Linked DNA regions of Zea mays: all the other regions are linked to region 3. A link is a contact called in public Hi-C data. All regions are on one chromosome and are shown on one strand. The core of a region is the stretch at or near the end of the contact, and the rest is flanking DNA. Distances in the headings are between cores, read along the strand shown. Region 1 holds the start of LOC100276550. Region 2 holds the start of LOC103632450 (30S ribosomal protein S10, chloroplastic). Region 3 holds the start of LOC100281055 (sorbitol transporter).

Region 1 (3,235 bases), core at 675-3,174, 270 kb before region 3:
CAATCCATTTTTACCTCTTCTTAATACATTATGAGGCGCAGTTCTCCTGCGCTTTCGAGAAAAAAATACGATGTCAACATGCAACAGTGCCATTCTGGGGTTGCATGACAACAACTGATAATTCTACGGTTGCCTCATCACATCATTCATTTTGCTAATGTACCATAATATTACCTCACAAATTCCAACTCTCAGTTGTCAAGCAAACACATGAAAAATGAGGATATGGCTGAGCAGGAAGCCTCTATTATAAACTAACTTAGTGCAGATTCCACTATATATATCAGACTCAGCAGACAATTTCAGGGTTTTGCATTAATGAAAACGGTTGCTATTGTTGTCATACTTTGAAATCTGACAGAGCTGGAAACTTCTGGATTTTCAGCTAAGGTGATCACAAATGTCAAATAAACTTTTAGCAAAGGTTATAAGAAATGTGCAACTCATAGAAACCTCATCAAGAAGTACACTTAAAATAAAAGAAAGACATGGGTTAACAAGTGTATATTTTTTTCTATGATGTTTCTTCCATTGACTAGATAGAAGTCTCTCCTAAAATCAGTCTAAACCTATACTATAAATAAGAGGCAAAAGGTGCAAGAATAGCAGAAAAAGGAGACCAATTCATCAGCATACATACATGTGGAGGGGGCTGATTCATGAAGACGGAGGCCTCACTTGCCACAAATGCTTCCCTGAACAAGAACCATGAGAGAATTATTCTGAAGAAAAGGGGGCAATGGAGGTAGGGCACATCAATACCCAAATATATGAATGTCCAAACTATTGCAAATTGTACTGAACTTTTCCTTCCACCTGTCTACTTATTTTCTCAACCAGAGATCGAATCAACATTAACACAAACAAACAAGGGAGGCCAGCAAACTGCAAAGAGAAACGAAACGGAAAGGGAGACGGGCAAGAACACTAACATGGATTTGGAATCCATGGCAGTCGCAGCCTGCGGCAGCTGAGCTGGAGAGGTTGAGGAAGAAACAGCGGAAGCAGCAAGAAAACCAGGTGCCTGTGGCAGTCAAATTAGAGAAACCTTAATTGTGGCCAGGGCTGGACTGCTGGACTAGGCAAAAACGGTAGTAGGCACAGAAAGATCCATAAGCTGGTGCCTCATATAGTCATATCACATCGACGTGACCCGGTTGTCCTGTTGAGTTTTGACATCCCTTGTTTGTTTTCAGAGAGAGGCTTCACATAATTGATAAATAATTCACCTTCCCTTTTCGTTTTCTATATAAAGGTTCTCCACTTACGTACTACTACTATTATTCTTTCTAAAACGGTTTAGCTATTTGAGGGTCGCAATGACGTGGCTGCAGCAGGTGAAACGACACCAAACGCGTGGTAGCATGAGAGAGGGCCGAGAGGAAAATCAAATGCCAGATGCACAAACACTAGGCAGAGGGAATTCAAATGACACACGCACATTTCCCCGAATACTTGGCATGCGACCCGCGTTCACGCAGAAACCACGGGCACGGGCCAAGCCTGCTGGTAAAAGCAACTTTTTACGGAGAGGAAACGGGAGGGAGGAACGCACAAGCGAGTTGAACCTGCAGGTGCAGGCAAGCGACGAGTGGTGCCACGCGCTTCCCCCGAGCCCGGCGGCGTCACGGCAGCAACAGAACCGGGCGTGGAGGCGGAGGCACGGCAGCATCAGCGCCGCGCGTGAAGGCGGACGCTACAGTTGCAGATCCAAGGAACCCAAACGGCCCCGAAGCGGCTGAATGGATCCTCTTCCGACGAGGAGAGCAGAGGATTGAATCGCATGAATGGGTTGAGCATTTTAATAGATATAACCTTTTTCTTAGGCATCGATTCTAGGACTGAAGAAAGGGGATAATTCCACACTTCGAAAGATTCACCTATTGGGTGGGGCGTGTTTGAATTACCTACTCGGGATTTTTCATATTAACTATAGCTAGGGAATGGACTGAATCTGATTGTATGATTAATATCTTTGAGCATCTCCAAAAGGAAATGCAAAAATTTCCCCAAAAAAATGATTATGGGGGCGTACTAAATCTTGTTTATGGTGAGCATCTCCAAGAGCTCTCCATAAAACGACTCCTCAAAATCAGTTTTAAGGGACATCTAAATAATAAGTGGGGGTAAATTTTAATCCTTTCTCCAACAGATCCCTTAAAGCAGCAATTTGTTTCTGGGGAGCCCAAAAAACCCCTCATTTGTAGCTACAAATGAGGGAGTTTTAAGGGCTATGAAAAAGTTGGGGGCGCTTTAGGAGAACTGTTAGAGACATGTTTTTGTGTTTTTCCCCAAAAAATAGATTTAGGGGAGACTTCTGGGAAGCTTTTGGAGATGCTCTAAACAAAGTATAACTCTAGTAGTTCCCGCAAAAAAGAATGCTTAAACAAAACTGGGCTACTATTTAAAAATTCCAGGTGTTGTTGTTGGCCCAGTTAGCCTCTACCATTGGCTCAATTATGCATTGTCGATGAACATATTTATTTTTGCTGCATACTAGATTTTGCGTGCTCTCCAGGTTTCGAGGATCCACCAACGCAATCTCGACGGGAACTCACCAGGTTTCGCGTGCTCAGGTGATTGGGAAAGTTTTCAGCCTCATGCATATATGTGGGACGCGGTCGTGTTTTTCGGGTCGCGCATAAATACGACTCACGAACGGGCCTCTGTTGGAGCATGAACAAATAGGATTTACCCCTAAAACTGGTTTTGCGGAGTTTTAACGTGGTCTATTGGAGATGCTCTGAGATGTTGTTTGGTTAGGATTACGTAAACGCAAATGGAAATGTAGTGGATGCCGCTGTGATCTGAAAAAATGTAACAAAAACCGGCGATTGTTTGGTTTGAAAAACGTCCGAGGAAACGGGAAGTTGCAGCAAAGGGATCTGTTTCATTTTTGTCTAACGATGTGGCGTTATCACCACTTGAACAAGCGCTCTGAATCTGATTACGCGGTATCTGTTTACTTCATGCTGGAACCAAATACGAGTTACGTAATCAACTTTTTCTGTAATCCGACCCCGGAGCAAAACTGACGAACCAAATAGCAACTTAGGTTTTGTTTGGATACTCTAGTATTGATCCCAATCTATATGTGTTGAGGTGGATTGAGGTATAAATTAATTTAAGTTATACCCTAATACACTTTAACGTACGTGGATTGAAGTTAATACTAGAGTACCCAAACTAAGCCTTAGAGTAAGTTGTAGCCTCTATACGAAGGAGAGGGTGAGCT
Region 2 (3,202 bases), core at 451-2,950, 290 kb before region 3:
GACAATAAGGAATTCATGGTCCATGGTTGCTGAGCGCTTGAGACAACTGCTGTCTTTTTTTTTTTTGCTTTCTTTCGATGGCCAAATGATACTAGGCTTCAGTCATGAGTCAGTATGTCACAGCCTCACAGGCCTAAATATGGGCCACCATGTCGGGCCTAGTGGCCCAACTGAGGCCCAACACCAGGCCCTGATGAGCCGCGGCCTCTACTGCCCCTAGAATCCCTCCCGCACTGGAGAATCCGGAATAGATGGAAACTCAAAGGTAATCTTCAATAAGCTTGGAATAAATAAAATATAGCTTGTTTAGAAAATAATGATAGAGTTTGTTTAAGAAAGAAGATTGGTTTGTTAGGAAACAAGATTACAAATCTATAAGAATGATGCTTGGGATACAAGTCCTATAGGAACTATAAATAATTAAATATAGGGGCAAATAACTATTTCAGTCTAAGCAAGAATAGAGTTATTGCTCCCTCCCTCCCTCTCCCTATGCTGCCCCTCCCCCTCTCCCACGCCGTCCACCATTTTTCAAGTACGTCAAATAATTCCAAGGAGGAACAGAGCATTAATAGGCAGAAAACTTTGAAAGTTTGATCCAGCAAGCTTTCAACTGCTAAGTAGAATCTGGAAAGCTAAACCACCATAGACCCTCAGATATCCTCATTCTAGTCTGATAGGAATGATTTAAAGGACAAACGAAATGAATTTCCCACATAGTCTCTTCAATCATGTGCTGGTAACTATGCATGGCTTAAGCATTAAGGATGCTAAACTGTCTAACGTGATATGGACTTCTACAAAAACATACATTTTTGAAGTCCAAGTCACACTCACGTTAAGAACAGTTTACACTAAGATTAACGGCTTAAACGAATGTGCTGACTGATATTGTCTAGCATCATTGCATTGCGTCCTGAACGATTTCTAAATGCCATTTACACAAATACCCAGAGCACATCGTGCTCTCCATTTATTGTGATTAAACAATCACAAGTAAAATGTGCACTGCTATGCAGCAATAAAAGAGAAACATGTTGTATGGTTTATGGTTATAACTTTTCACAGTTCATTCGATCAAGGAAGCAACAATATCAGAACAAAAGATTCGGTAACATAATAATCTGGGAAATTTTTAACTGCTATGGAAGGTACCTGCTCCCCATCATCCCCAATCGACGATGGCAACGGAATTCCCGTTCCTGCCCCTTCCTGAAAGCGCGAGGTTAACAATTTTAGTCACCGAATGAACAAGGTCTAACGAGTGTGCCAACTGAACCAATGTCGCCATGTAATTGTAACCCCCATAACCAAGCGGTACACGCCATCATGAAATTCGCAGGTTTTGGACTCTGCGTGTGCGAAAAGACACGGCAATATCAGTTCAGTCACGTACCGGTGGCGCGTCGGGGATGCCGTCGTCAGAGAGGGTCTCTGCGGGCGGTGCGGCCGCGGCCCGGGAGCGGAGGGACGCGCCGCGGAGGGAGGACGGGAAGGAGAGAACCGAGGGGCTAGAGTTTGCGGTGCAGCGATGGAGGAAGAGGAGGGGGAGCGGGGAGGAGGTGGAGGTGGGGACGGCCATGGCGAGGGGAGGGGGGGTGAGGAAGCCGTTTGCCGCGTTGGGTTTTGGAAGACCTCTGCTTCGCTATCGCGGTGTGTTATCCGGTTCCAGGGGCATTTGCGCTCGAGCCCCTCCAGCTTTGTTACTTTCAAAGCGAGGTGTCTGGTGGCAAACATGGGCGAGTTCTGTCTCCTCTAGCATTACTTTCGAAGAAGATCATGAATGATTTGTTCGGAAAGGAAGATCGTGGAATTGGATATTACTGTGACCTCAGCTAAAAGTGTCGATCTGGCTGGCATAAACTTGATCGTTTCAAGGAACAATCAGTTACCTTCTTCTTGCCTGGATAGACTGTCCATACCAGCGCTCAAATAGGAGAAGCTACATTCACAGCTCCTGGCACGAGGCAAAAGAAATACAGAATGATGAGCCATAGAGGTGGCCAAACTAACTCTACTACAGACATACATCTACAGAGCACCAGCTATTCACTTCCCTTCTTTATCCCGGCCATCACCACAATCCCCAGCACTCCTTTTTCCCAATCCCCTTGAGAGCAGCTACAAGATCTAAGCCCGACTGCTGCCCACGAAGCCTTGAATATGATGGAACGGTTGCAGTAGCAGCCCCCCCCCCCCCCCCCCCCCCCCCCCCCCCCCCCCCCCCTGGTTAAGCTGCCTGCTGGTGCTGGGAGATGGAACTGTATTTGATTTGTTCGACAATCGATCACCAAAAGTTGGTTTCGCTGTGATGACTGTTCTATCAGAATTCATAGCACGTGATGCCTCATTAAGGTTGAATCCATGAACGTTCGTCTTGTCCCGATCAGATTTAGGAGAGGTTGAGAAAGGGGAATTTGGTGACTTCTGTGAGAGCAGTAACCTTACAGATCTCTGCCAGAGTTTTGCGCTTGTCCTCAAGCTGACAAACATGCCAGATTTAGCAGCAGCAGATAAGCACTTATTAACAACCACCTCACCAATATGAGCTGCAAGTTCCTTAAGAGTCGACATACAATATTTCAAAAACGGAGATTGGTTTTCTGCATAATGCTACAGTAAGTTCAGATCATCTGACACCTGAGCAAATTTATTCACCTAGAGCAAGCTGCAAAAATCGGGGCATATGAATAGCTATTGAGTTGCTGTTAAGTGGTTGACTCAGTTTCAGAGATTCGCCAAGCATTTTGATGCATTTTCCTATCTCTTTTGAGGAAGATTGCTAGGTGTAGAGATTTCCTGTTCACATAGAAGACAGAAGGTGAATTGGTTGTGATTGATAAAATTAGTGTGACATGAATAGTATACCAAGTTTCAGATATTTGCCAGGTACTTTTAAAGTTCTTTCCTTTCCTGCTATTTTTTTCTGAGGAAGATTGTTAGCAAATAGATTTGTTGGCTATGTAGCAGAGAGAAGATGACTCAGTTCTAATCAACCAATATAGCATTAAATGAAAATACATTCCACACAAAGTGTTTGCGTAACAAAGACCGAACATAACCGAGCTGACGATCATTCGGTTCATTGGCTGGCAACAAAGCATCTTTAAAATCGTTTGGGGTGAATTCAGGTATTCCCAACGGGGTTAAAGATACCCTAATAAGTATTAGCTACAACGTCAGTCTGCGTATAGTGAGGTAA
Region 3 (3,288 bases), core at 371-2,870:
ATTCATAGCATTTGAGAACAAGTCCCCAACACCTAGCAAGCTAACCTTAAGGATGAGCACATCAAGCTTGAGCTAAACTAGGAGGAGATAGAGCGCAAACAAGCAAGTATCACACACACATGAACATAGTGTCCATTATGACATCAACAATAATGTTAGGTGTTGGCTGATGTGAAATGTGACTAACAAGGATAAAACTAGTTTTATGGACTAAGTTTAGGGAGAAAATAAGGTACGAAAACTTGGTTTAGGGACTAAGTTTGGGAGGAACTGAGGTGCTACCGGTCAAAGTTGTTATGCAGGACGTTTGAACCAGCCATCGATGCATTTGACAGTTACATGCAATTGAGACATGCTTGATGTGTCTAAAAGAAAAAAGGCTCCCAGTTGGCTGGCTCAGCTAGTAGCCAGGTGGCCAAGCCGGCCTAGTCGTCTAGGGCTGGCAACCTGTTCGGCCAAGCGGCTCACTCGTACATGGAGGTGGTTGGCTAAGCTAGCTAGGGGCGGGCGACATGGGTTGGTCGACCCAGTGGTGGGAGCTTGGTGTTGGGTAGTTGCCCTGTGGGCCTAGCGGGCTAGTGTGAATAAGCAATACCAGGGCGCTCAGCCCACTCGGAGTTGCAGCCTAGGTGGGGCTTGCGGCCCATGGCGAGAGGCTAGCTGGGCTAAATTGAACTTTATTCTCCTTATAAATAGGAGATGTTTTTCATTTTTGAGATAGCAGATTAGAGAGCAATAAATTAGATCTAATAGATTAGATTAATATAGAGATTATGGAGATTTCGAGAGAAAAACTTTTGGTGCTTTTGTAGAGCATTTTGTACATACAATTTTGATGATTAAGGTAATGTTCATCCAAGATTAGTGTCGTAATCTTGTTCCTCTCTCTCTCTTCATTATTTGCATGTGTTTATTTCTAGATTGATCTAATAATTTCAGTTGTTACTATTGATTTGAATCATCTAGATCATTGCTAAGGCATCAAGTTAGTAACATGCAAACTTTATATAATTAATCTTTTATGGTTCTTAGTTTATCACGAAATTAGGGTTTGATTGGTTTTTGTCATTCTCTGTCACAACTCATTCTCAATCACAACGATCTTGTTTCGTTAATATGCCTAGATCCGAAAGTCCGATCAATGTCATTCAGTTAGGTTAGTTGTATAATTTTGTCTAATTTAATTTGTTAAAACATTAAGTCGATCGAAGTTATGTATTTTGATCAGTTGAATTAAATTGGTTTTAAGATTAGGAGGAGGTGCTATGATTATTTTTAATTTTCCACAATTATTCGCCTTTTATTGTCTATCATTGTGCTTTACCATCTTAGAAATTTCAGTCCCACTTGTTTGGTCTTTTGCCACGGTTGGTGGTCAAACAAAACTGTCGTTTTACATCCTTGACCGCTACAGCTCCGTACTCTTTCAGTCACCTTCTGCCCCTTGCACAAAGGACGGCACAGGAAGAATAATCCTAAACCACAAATCAGTACCACTGCTGTTTTGAAGTGTTTGATCGTCACGGCATTTTTCTACTCAAGAATGGCGACATCAGCATTCTTTCAAACGAAGACCGGCCGGCCATAAGTGTGTGAGAAGAGACAGTGGCACTGGACACAGCAAGTAGTGTCGAACGAGAGCCACATCCCGCTCTCCACCCGGGCGCGCGTGTCCTCCGTTTCGCCATGTCCAACTCCAAGCAGCACGACGCCGCCGACGACGGCGGCATCCCAGCCCCCGAGGCGCCGGCAAAGCGCCCACCGCTTAACAAGTACGCCCTCGCCTGCGCCGTCCTCGCTTCCATGAACTCCATCCTCCTCGGCTACGGTACGCGCACGCATGATGCATACAATTCCATGCACCCGTTGGCCGTTGCCATATGCAGCACGCGTACGTGCGCCTCATGCTATTTGTATGCAGATGTGTCGGTGATGAGCGGAGCGCAGCTATTCATGAAGCAGGACCTCAAGATCACGGACACGCAGATCGAGATCCTCGCCGGCATCATCAATATCTACTCGCTCGTCGGCTCGCTCGCGGCGGGCCGGACGTCCGACTGGCTCGGCCGGCGGTACACCATGGTGCTCGCGGCGGCCATCTTCTTCGCGGGCGCGCTCATCATGGGCCTCGCCCCGAGCTACACGATCCTCATGCTTGGCCGCTTCGTGGCGGGCGTCGGCGTCGGATACGCGCTCATGATCGCACCCGTGTACACGGCCGAGGTCTCGCCCACGTCGGCGCGCGGCCTGCTCACGTCCTTCCCGGAGGTGTTCATCAACACGGGGGTGCTCCTCGGGTATGTCTCCAACTACGCCTTCCACGGCCTCCCCGTGCACCTCAGCTGGCGCGTCATGTTCCTCGTCGGCGCCGTCCCGCCTATCTTCCTCGCACTGGGGGTCCTCGCCATGCCGGAGTCGCCGCGGTGGCTCGTCATGCAGGGGCGCATCGGCGACGCGCGCCGCGTGCTGGCCAAGACCTCCAACTCCCCCGCCGAGGCCGAGGAGCGGCTCGCCGACATCAAGAATGCCATCGGCATCCCAGACGGCGTCGGCGACAACGACGACGACGTGGTGGTGGTCGCCCGCAGGAACAAGGGCAGCCATGGCGAAGGGGTGTGGAGGGACCTCCTCATCCGCCCGACGCCGCCCGTCCGCCGCATACTCATCGCCTGCCTCGGCCTCCAGTTCTTCCAGCAGGCCTCCGGCATCGACTCCGTGGTGCTGTACAGCCCGCGGGTGTTCGAGAAGGCTGGGCTTAGGTCGAACAACAACTCTTTGGGCGCCACCATGGCGGTGGGCGCGACCAAGACGCTGTTCATCCTGGTGGCCACGTTCTTCCTCGACCGCGTCGGGCGGAGACCGCTGCTGCTCACAAGCGCGGGCGGGATGGTGGTGTCGCTGGTGACGCTGGCCTCGGCGTTGCGCGCCATCGACCGGCTCCCAGAGGGACAGGCGACGTCGCTGGCGGGCGTGAGCATCGCGGCGGTTCTCACGTTCGTGGCGTCCTTCTCCATCGGCATGGGCCCGATCGCGTGGGTGTACAGCTCAGAGATATTCCCACTGCGGCTCCGCGCGCAGGGCTGCGCACTCGGCACGGCGATGAACCGGGTCATGAGCGGCACCATCACCATGTCCTTCATCTCGCTCTACAAGGCCATCACCTTCGCCGGGAGCTTCTACTTGTATGCAGGCATTGCTGCTGCCGGGTGGCTGTTCATGTTCTTCTTCCTGCCGGAGACGAGGGGCAGCAACCTAGAGGACACCGAGAAGCTCTTCGGCGGTGGCGAC

The links. Hi-C and Micro-C count contacts between places; a contact is called where the count stands out from the background.
Region 1: a contact with region 3 is called in a Hi-C map of ear, with 4 times the contacts expected there. The contact joins the promoter of LOC100276550 here to the promoter of LOC100281055 in region 3. A contact is called at or near these places in 10 of 25 Hi-C or Micro-C datasets (bundle sheath, ear, endosperm and 3 more) and 1 of 3 datasets of contacts at active chromatin or transcription factors (seedling).
Region 2: a contact with region 3 is called in a Hi-C map of ear, with 2.9 times the contacts expected there. The contact joins the promoter of LOC103632450 here to the promoter of LOC100281055 in region 3. A contact is called at or near these places in 3 of 25 Hi-C or Micro-C datasets (ear, leaf and tassel).

What each region holds. Positions count from the first base shown.
Region 1 is chr1:24,090,951-24,094,185 of Zm-B73-REFERENCE-NAM-5.0, reverse strand. It overlaps LOC100276550, which reads right to left and starts at 1,924. Exons shown (of 8, transcript NM_001407010.1): 1 at 1,569-1,924; 2 at 641-695. The coding sequence starts at 1,672.
Region 2 is chr1:24,109,111-24,112,312 of Zm-B73-REFERENCE-NAM-5.0, reverse strand. It overlaps LOC103632450 (30S ribosomal protein S10, chloroplastic), which reads right to left and starts at 1,700. Exons shown (of 3, transcript XM_008654259.2): 1 at 1,397-1,700; 2 at 1,156-1,212. The coding sequence starts at 1,582. It also overlaps the pseudogene LOC118473496 and the pseudogene LOC103632438.
Region 3 is chr1:23,821,016-23,824,303 of Zm-B73-REFERENCE-NAM-5.0, reverse strand. LOC100281055 (sorbitol transporter) reads left to right here and starts at 1,620. Exons shown (of 2, transcript NM_001153974.1): 1 at 1,620-1,828; 2 at 1,922-3,288. The coding sequence starts at 1,687.